Linked DNA regions of Sus scrofa: region 2 is linked to region 1. A link is a contact called in public Hi-C data. All regions are on one chromosome and are shown on one strand. The core of a region is the stretch at or near the end of the contact, and the rest is flanking DNA. Distances in the headings are between cores, read along the strand shown.

Region 1 (3,125 bases), core at 611-3,110:
GCATAAGGATTGTTTTAAGCTGAAGGCAACTGAGAAGAAGCAGACCCAGGACCACCCCTCTGCCTCCTCATCTCCACCAGGAAGGTCAGGTCACCAGAGACAACTCTAGACTCTCCTCAGCCCAGAGATGGCACCAAGGAATCTAGATAACACATCATCCTAAGTAGCCTGTCTCTTCCATTAGTTTCTCCATATATTCACCCTCCCACAGCATGTTGTCCTTTGAAGCCTAAAAACCTTTCTTTGTTTCGTCACTTCTCTACAAACACATTGTTGTTTGTTCAGAAGCTATGCGAGCCCTGAGTTTTGACCATCCATCCATCTGAGTTACTTTTTTGACTGAATTCTTCTGTGTGTATGCAGGATACATGCATTAATAAGCTTGTTTGTTTGTTTCCTGTTTTTTCTTTTGTCAGTCTTAAATAGGACAGTAGTTGGAGAAACTAGGAGTATAAAGAAAAAAATAGGGGAGGCTGCTCCCATTGTGGCTTAGTGGGTTATGAACCCAAATAGTATCCATAAGGTTGCAGGTTCAATCCCTGGCCTCGCTCAGTGGGTTAAGGATCTGGCGTTATCTTAAGCTATGGTGTAGGTTGCAGATGTAGCTTGCATCCCGAAACTTCCACATGCCGCAGGTGCGGCCCTAAAAAGACAAAAGAAAAAAAGGGAAAATTTTTTCTTTCCTACCAACGATATGTATCCTTTATTGTGATATCATACAGACAGTTTTACTCATTGCCCTAAAATCCTTTGAGACCTGCCTATTCATTATTTAATTCTTTTTAAAAAATACCTAGGAACATATTTTAGTCTACATGGTGGCCAAGCTAAGCAGAACCCATCTGGGCCTCTAAAAAGTGGCATAAATGGAGGAAAAACATCTGGCCAGTCCTCAGGGATGACATGCCCTCACCTCAAAAACCCTTGGTGATGATCTAAAATATGCTCACTTTAAAAGCTGAGTCTTACTCAAATGAATTTATCACATCTGTAGTTGTATAATGATCATAACAAAGGAAGATATGGTACATATATGTAATGGAATATTAGCCATAAAAAAGAATGAAATAATGTCATTTGCAGCAACATGGATGGTTATCATACTAGGTGAAGTAGGTCAGACAGAGAAAGACAAATACTATATGCGATCATGTGGAATCGAATACAAAATGATACAAGAGAATTTACAAAACAGAAACAAACTCAAAGATTTCAGAATTAAACTTGTGGCTACCAAAGGGAAAATGTGTGGAAGAGGGATAAATTAGGAGATTCAGACTGACATATACACATCACTATATATAAAAAAGGGAACAAAGACCTATTGTATAGCACAGGGGAATCTATTTAACACTGTGTAATAAATAACCTATGTGGGAAAAGAATCTGGAAAGGAATGGATATACATATATATATAACTGATTTATTCTGCTGTACACCTGAAACTAACACAACTTGGTAAGTCAACTATACACCAATAATTTTTTTTAAATTTTTTTAAAAATGGCTGATTTTCGTGTTTTAGAAAAAATCAGATATATGAAAATTTATTTATGTGGATGGGATAACATAAAGAAAATATCTAAATAATACACGATTTCAAGTAAAAAAAATAAATAAATAAATAAAAGCTGAGTCTTCCCAAGGATACAAAACACCCAAAATGATGTGAAATCACATTAAGCCAAAGCTTATTATAGGAAGTGTAATAATTACTGAAAAGCTAAGAAGGAAGTTCAGCCAAAACAGAACATGTTTTGAAGAAAGATTTTCCAAGTCACAGGTCAAATGCCAGCATTGCAAACAGCAGACATGAGAGTTGCTGGCAGACAGCAAGACCCTGGGCTGTGGCTCACTTCCGTTCCACAGATCACAGTCCCAGGATATTTCTGAGATGTGTCACTTCTCTGGTGCATTAATGGTAGCACAACTCATTCTTAATAATAGAAAATATCACCTCAAGTTAGAAATTTAATAAAATCCTTGGCATTTCCCATTAGGATTATAAGGTGTTTTATTTCACTCTTTAGCAGTTATTTCAAAAAGGCACAAAAAGTTTTGCCTTACTCTCAGAGAACAAATCATAGAGAAATCTAAATCACTAGTATCATATCAGATTAGAAATCCTCCTTGAAGCTGTCTGGCTGTAAGAATCAGCTCTCTTGGGCCAGTATTTAATGATTCAGTCTTTTGGCAGCAGCCAAAGTCATACTGAAAAACATAACTCAAAGGCTCTGGAATTGTCTAGAGATCTTAAAAGTTCATAAACCAAAAGGATAACATGTAAGACCTTTGTGGGAAGTGCTCAGATGGATTGGAAATACCAAATTGATTCTGATTTTAGATGGTAAAATAAAAGGGGTATTCAATATTTAAACAAGCTCAGAGATAGTAAGAACAATTTGCTGATGTTTGTTTTTCTATAAGAGCCCTACAAGATGGTAAATGGAATTCAAAGGGGAAAAATATAGATATGTATATATTAAGAAGGATATATGTAATAACCCTTGCCTGTGTGTGTCACACACACACACACATACACGTGTGCGTGTGTGCACGCGTGCCTGTTATGATTTGTTGAGATGCTTTCAAATAAGGCTACTGCTGATGAGAACTCCTCCTTCTCAGAGCTGGGGGGGCTCTTCCTCCCCGAGTCCTGCAGCACCTGCTAAAGTCTGACAGCAATAGGAGGGGTTTCAAGCACTAGGTTACTTGGTCCCAAGTTCCCTCATCCCATCAGGGAGTGATTATATAGAACAAAAGCTCTGAGCACCATATTCTCTAAGAGGATTTAGGAAGAAATCTCTGAAGGAAGTCTGGACTTCTAGAAGGAAATGTGACTTCAAAGCTGCCTCGCAGGTGGAAAGCCCCTAATTCATTAATAAAAAAGGAAGGAGGAGGGGACCTTTATAACGTCAGAAAGAACTAAAGATAAAATTCCTGGATGGAATCTTTGCTGATGGTTGATTTTCTGAATACACTAATGTGCTAACACAGGTCCAATCTTTTAAGCCATTTTCAATTGTAATTATCACAGGGAAACACTTGGCTTTGGATTTGGGAGTGATTTTTCAACTGTAATTCAGTTTTGCTAAATACGTTGCATACAGTCTTTCATTTGTCAC
Region 2 (3,516 bases), core at 287-2,786, 380 kb before region 1:
CCCGCCGCGGGGGCCGCGCACTCCCCTTTATGGCCGGCAGGTGGCGCGGTTGGTTCACGATGAGCTGCTGCGGGAGCGGGAAAGGCGCTTCCACCTCCCCGCCGTCGCGCTCCCGCTGGGACCCAGTCTCCGGAGGAAAACCCGGCCCTAACCCTTAGGGAGTCAGAGGAGGGTTGGTTTGAGAGAGGGAAGGAGAGAGGCCTCTTCAGGAATCGGGCACCTCCAGTCGTCCGCAGAATTCACCAAGTCGCGTAGGGGGCCGGTCCCCCGCCCGCCTGCGGCGTTGCGGTCTCGGCAGCGCTCAGTTGGCTGCGTCCGCGGTCGGGGCATCAGGGGACACCCCAGGGCTCCGTGCTGCCTGCGCCCCCAGGAGGTCCACAGTGACACCCGCGGCACCGCAGTGAGCGCAGCTGCGCGGATTTCTGCGGGTCCCTTGGCCCACCACCGCCTTCGGGGGCTGCAAGAGCTGTGCAGACCAGCGCAGGGGAGCAACGGGAGCGCTGAGCTGCAGCAACCACTCCGGGCAGCTCCCGGGCTCCCGTGTGCCTTGTGCTCTCCGCTTTTGCCTTCTGTGCCGGGACTTGCTAGTCAGGGACTCCCCTCGGGAAACACACAGTTGGTTCTCCGCAGTCAAGGTCATCTCGGAGTTTCCTGCCAGGTTTGGGGGAGTACTATCCCGGGGCCGGAGATGCGGCCAGAGGGGGCTTCTCCGTTGCTATAAAGTCTTTCGTTCAGTCTCTGGAGACCGTGATAGAATCCTGCTTCTGGATGAGCGCCGCTCTCGACCGACGTTAGGGACTGATTAGGTCCCCGCTCTCCAGGCAGCTGGGAGCTTGGGAAAAGGAGTTATCAAGCCACAAATCTCCCCCCTCCCCAAGAGCATTTCACACCGAGATGCACCACAAAGGCACAAAAAGGGGCCAGGTAGCAGAGGGTGGCCGTCGCCGTGCGCAGGAGTGAAGGCGCAGCCCCAGTCGGGACGTGCGGGACGCCAACGCTTCGACCCTCAGAAAAGAGCAATAGCAAAGAGGCAGGTCAACTTTAAACTTTTTTTTTTTTTTTTAAATGGCTATGAAAGAGCCTTTTCCTCCATCTCAAATCGCCCGTGGGGGATGTGGGGGCTCCCACCATTCCTCGGACTGTCCTCAACCAATTCAGAATCTTTCGAAGCTCCTTCTGTCGCCCAGGAGCTGGACCCCCAGGTGCTGGACCCCAGGTGCAGTCTGGAAACCCAGTCGTCTACCTCCGGCGGGGGCGGGATACAGCACAGACCTCCCCCCGCAACCCCAACCCCGGGGAGACCTAGCGCCCTGCGGAGCCCGGAGGGGCGGTACGTCGGGGGCGGCTCTGCCTGGTGGGGGCGGGGCCAAACCGCCCCCTCTGCTCTACCATTGGCCGAGGTCCCGGGACTGGCGGGTGCGCGTCACCGGCCGGGCCCACCCCCTTGGCAATGTCTTCAGCCTGCTGCACTCCTAACTTAAGCATTTATTCCACTGGGATAGAAGCGGCAGGAGCAACGTTGGCACCGGCGAACCATGGCTGGGATTTTCTATTTCGTCCTCTTTTCGTTTCTCTTTGGGATTTGCGACGCTGTCACCGGTTCCAGGGTATATCCCGCAAATGAAGGTAAGAGTGGGGCGGCCTTTCTGCCGTCTGGGACAGAGAGGCAACGATCGGCGGACGAGGGGTCCTCGGGAACTCGAGGCCGGCGGGTGTAGGGGATCCCCGTGCAAGCGGTGCACCCTGACTCCGGAGAATGGGGCCCGGGCGAGGGGATCCCCGAAGGAGAGGCGGGGAGCGGCCGGGCAGCCTGCCTCGGGGAGGTGACCCGTTCTTGCGGCGGGGTTGCCCAAGTTTGTAACGAAAGGACAAAGTTTATCAGCATCCACCGACGAAGGCAGCCTGAGGCACCCTATGGGGATACCCGGGAGCCAACACCAAAATAAAAATAAATAAATAAATTCTGTGGACCTGTTCCTACCGTCACTTTCCCACTCGACACTGGCTGAGTGAGAACGGAAGCCTGGACCTACTTGAGGATATCGTGCTGCTCTCTTGGGTTCTTGCGAAAGCCTTGCGAGCTCCGGTTTCTGCAAAGTTTCCCGAGCCCTGCGCTTCCCAGGACCCGGCTGCCCGGCCTCCGCCGCGCAGCGGTCGTGGCGCAGCTCACCGGTCGCCGGTGACCTGATTTCTAACACCCGGCGTCAGACACCTTTCTCCCCTCAGGGCCCCGCGCCCTGGGGGTGCGATCGCTGGCCTAGTGAGTCCCAAGCGCCTCACCTCAGGCCACCCCGAAGACCTGGGGAACCTGCCGGCAAGTTGAATATACTAGAGGTTTAGCTTTTTGCCCCCTGAACTGTACACCAGGTTAGTTTGGAGGGACCGTGAGGGACCGACTGGATCCATGTCGGTGATCAGTTTTCTGCGAGTCTGTTTGGACGTGCTGAAAAGGCAGTGTGTGTGTGTCTGTGTCGGGGATGTGGGGGGTGATCATTTAGTTTCTGATGATCTCAGAGAAAGGCGAGTTGCGTGTGCGTGTGTGTGTATGAGCGCAAGCGCAAATGCGTGTATGTGGGTGCGCGGGTGCCCGCGTGTAAGCAAGCAATTGTGTGCCTGGGCGCGAGTGTCCTAATTGTGTGCGCGTGTGTTCCGGCGAATGCTCGCGCTCGAGCCTGCGTGCATCAGTCTCGCCGTCTCCTTCACCTCCCCACCCTCTCCCATCCATCCATCCATCCATTCATACGTCCGTCTCTCCAAGATCCGTCCATCCATTCCCGTGCAATCTATCATTTTCCCTGCTCCGAAGGAGGGAGCCAAAAACCAACTTAGCCTTAGCTGGGCAGCCGGTACCCAGAGTTCGCCAGTCAGAGGCTCTCAGAGATTCACACACCTGCCGGCAGACACAGCTCCGGAGGAAAGGGGCGCTCCCTCGCTCTGCCCATCTCTCTCCTTCCGACGTGGCTCCTAGTGCAATCTCGGCCGCTGCAGCCCCTAGGTCCCCAGGGTCATTCCTCTGATCCGAGTCGTGGATCCTTCTTTCTCCTGACTACTTTGCACACTTGTTAGGACGTCCCTCAGGACCTCTGCACCAAACGCAAAGGAGATTTTTCTTTCTTTTCTTTTTTTCCCTTTTTTTCCCCTTGCTTTTTTCGTTTAGAAGCAAAACTTGGGAGCCCCAGACAAAAAAAGTGATGATGGAGCTATAGGCTGGTGTAGAAATGGGGGGGGGGGGTGTCACCCCCCTCCGATCCCGCCTCCTCCTTAAAAATTAATTCATTTTGTTGCTTTTTATTCTCATCACGTTTTCTTTTCTCCCTCTTACCCTCCCTTTCTACTCCCTCCCTTTTTTTGTAAATTGGGTCTTATTGTTCCCTTTGTGTCCCTAATCCACCTTACATAAATCCAAATGGATGTAGCGGGCTTTTCTCTAGGGACCGAGAAGAGGGAATGAGGAGGGGGCGCCACTCCGGGCGGGAGCGACCCAGGGAAGGCTCTACATTTTAAAATAATTAACAG

What was found. A called contact is a pair of places that touch in the nucleus more often than the background predicts.
Region 2: a Hi-C map of retroperitoneal adipose tissue shows a contact between it and region 1, with 1.8 times the contacts expected there. The contact joins the promoter of EPHA4 here to the enhancer-like site in region 1. A contact is called at or near these places in 1 of 5 promoter capture datasets (liver) and 3 of 47 Hi-C or Micro-C datasets (embryonic fibroblasts, heart right ventricle and retroperitoneal adipose tissue).

Annotation. Positions count from the first base shown.
Region 1 is chr15:123,124,621-123,127,745 of Sscrofa11.1, reverse strand. No RefSeq gene overlaps it. Among named protein-coding and RNA genes, the nearest start is that of EPHA4, 380 kb to the left of the region's middle. Within about 2 kb of position 1,860, at least 5 of the 83 cell types and tissues checked have an H3K27ac peak or open chromatin away from gene starts, as enhancers often do. A contact at or near this core is called in retroperitoneal adipose tissue, where this site is marked.
Region 2 is chr15:123,499,779-123,503,294 of Sscrofa11.1, reverse strand. EPHA4 (EPH receptor A4) reads left to right here and starts at 1,536. Exons shown (of 17, transcript NM_001134967.1): 1 at 1,536-1,626. The coding sequence starts at 1,536.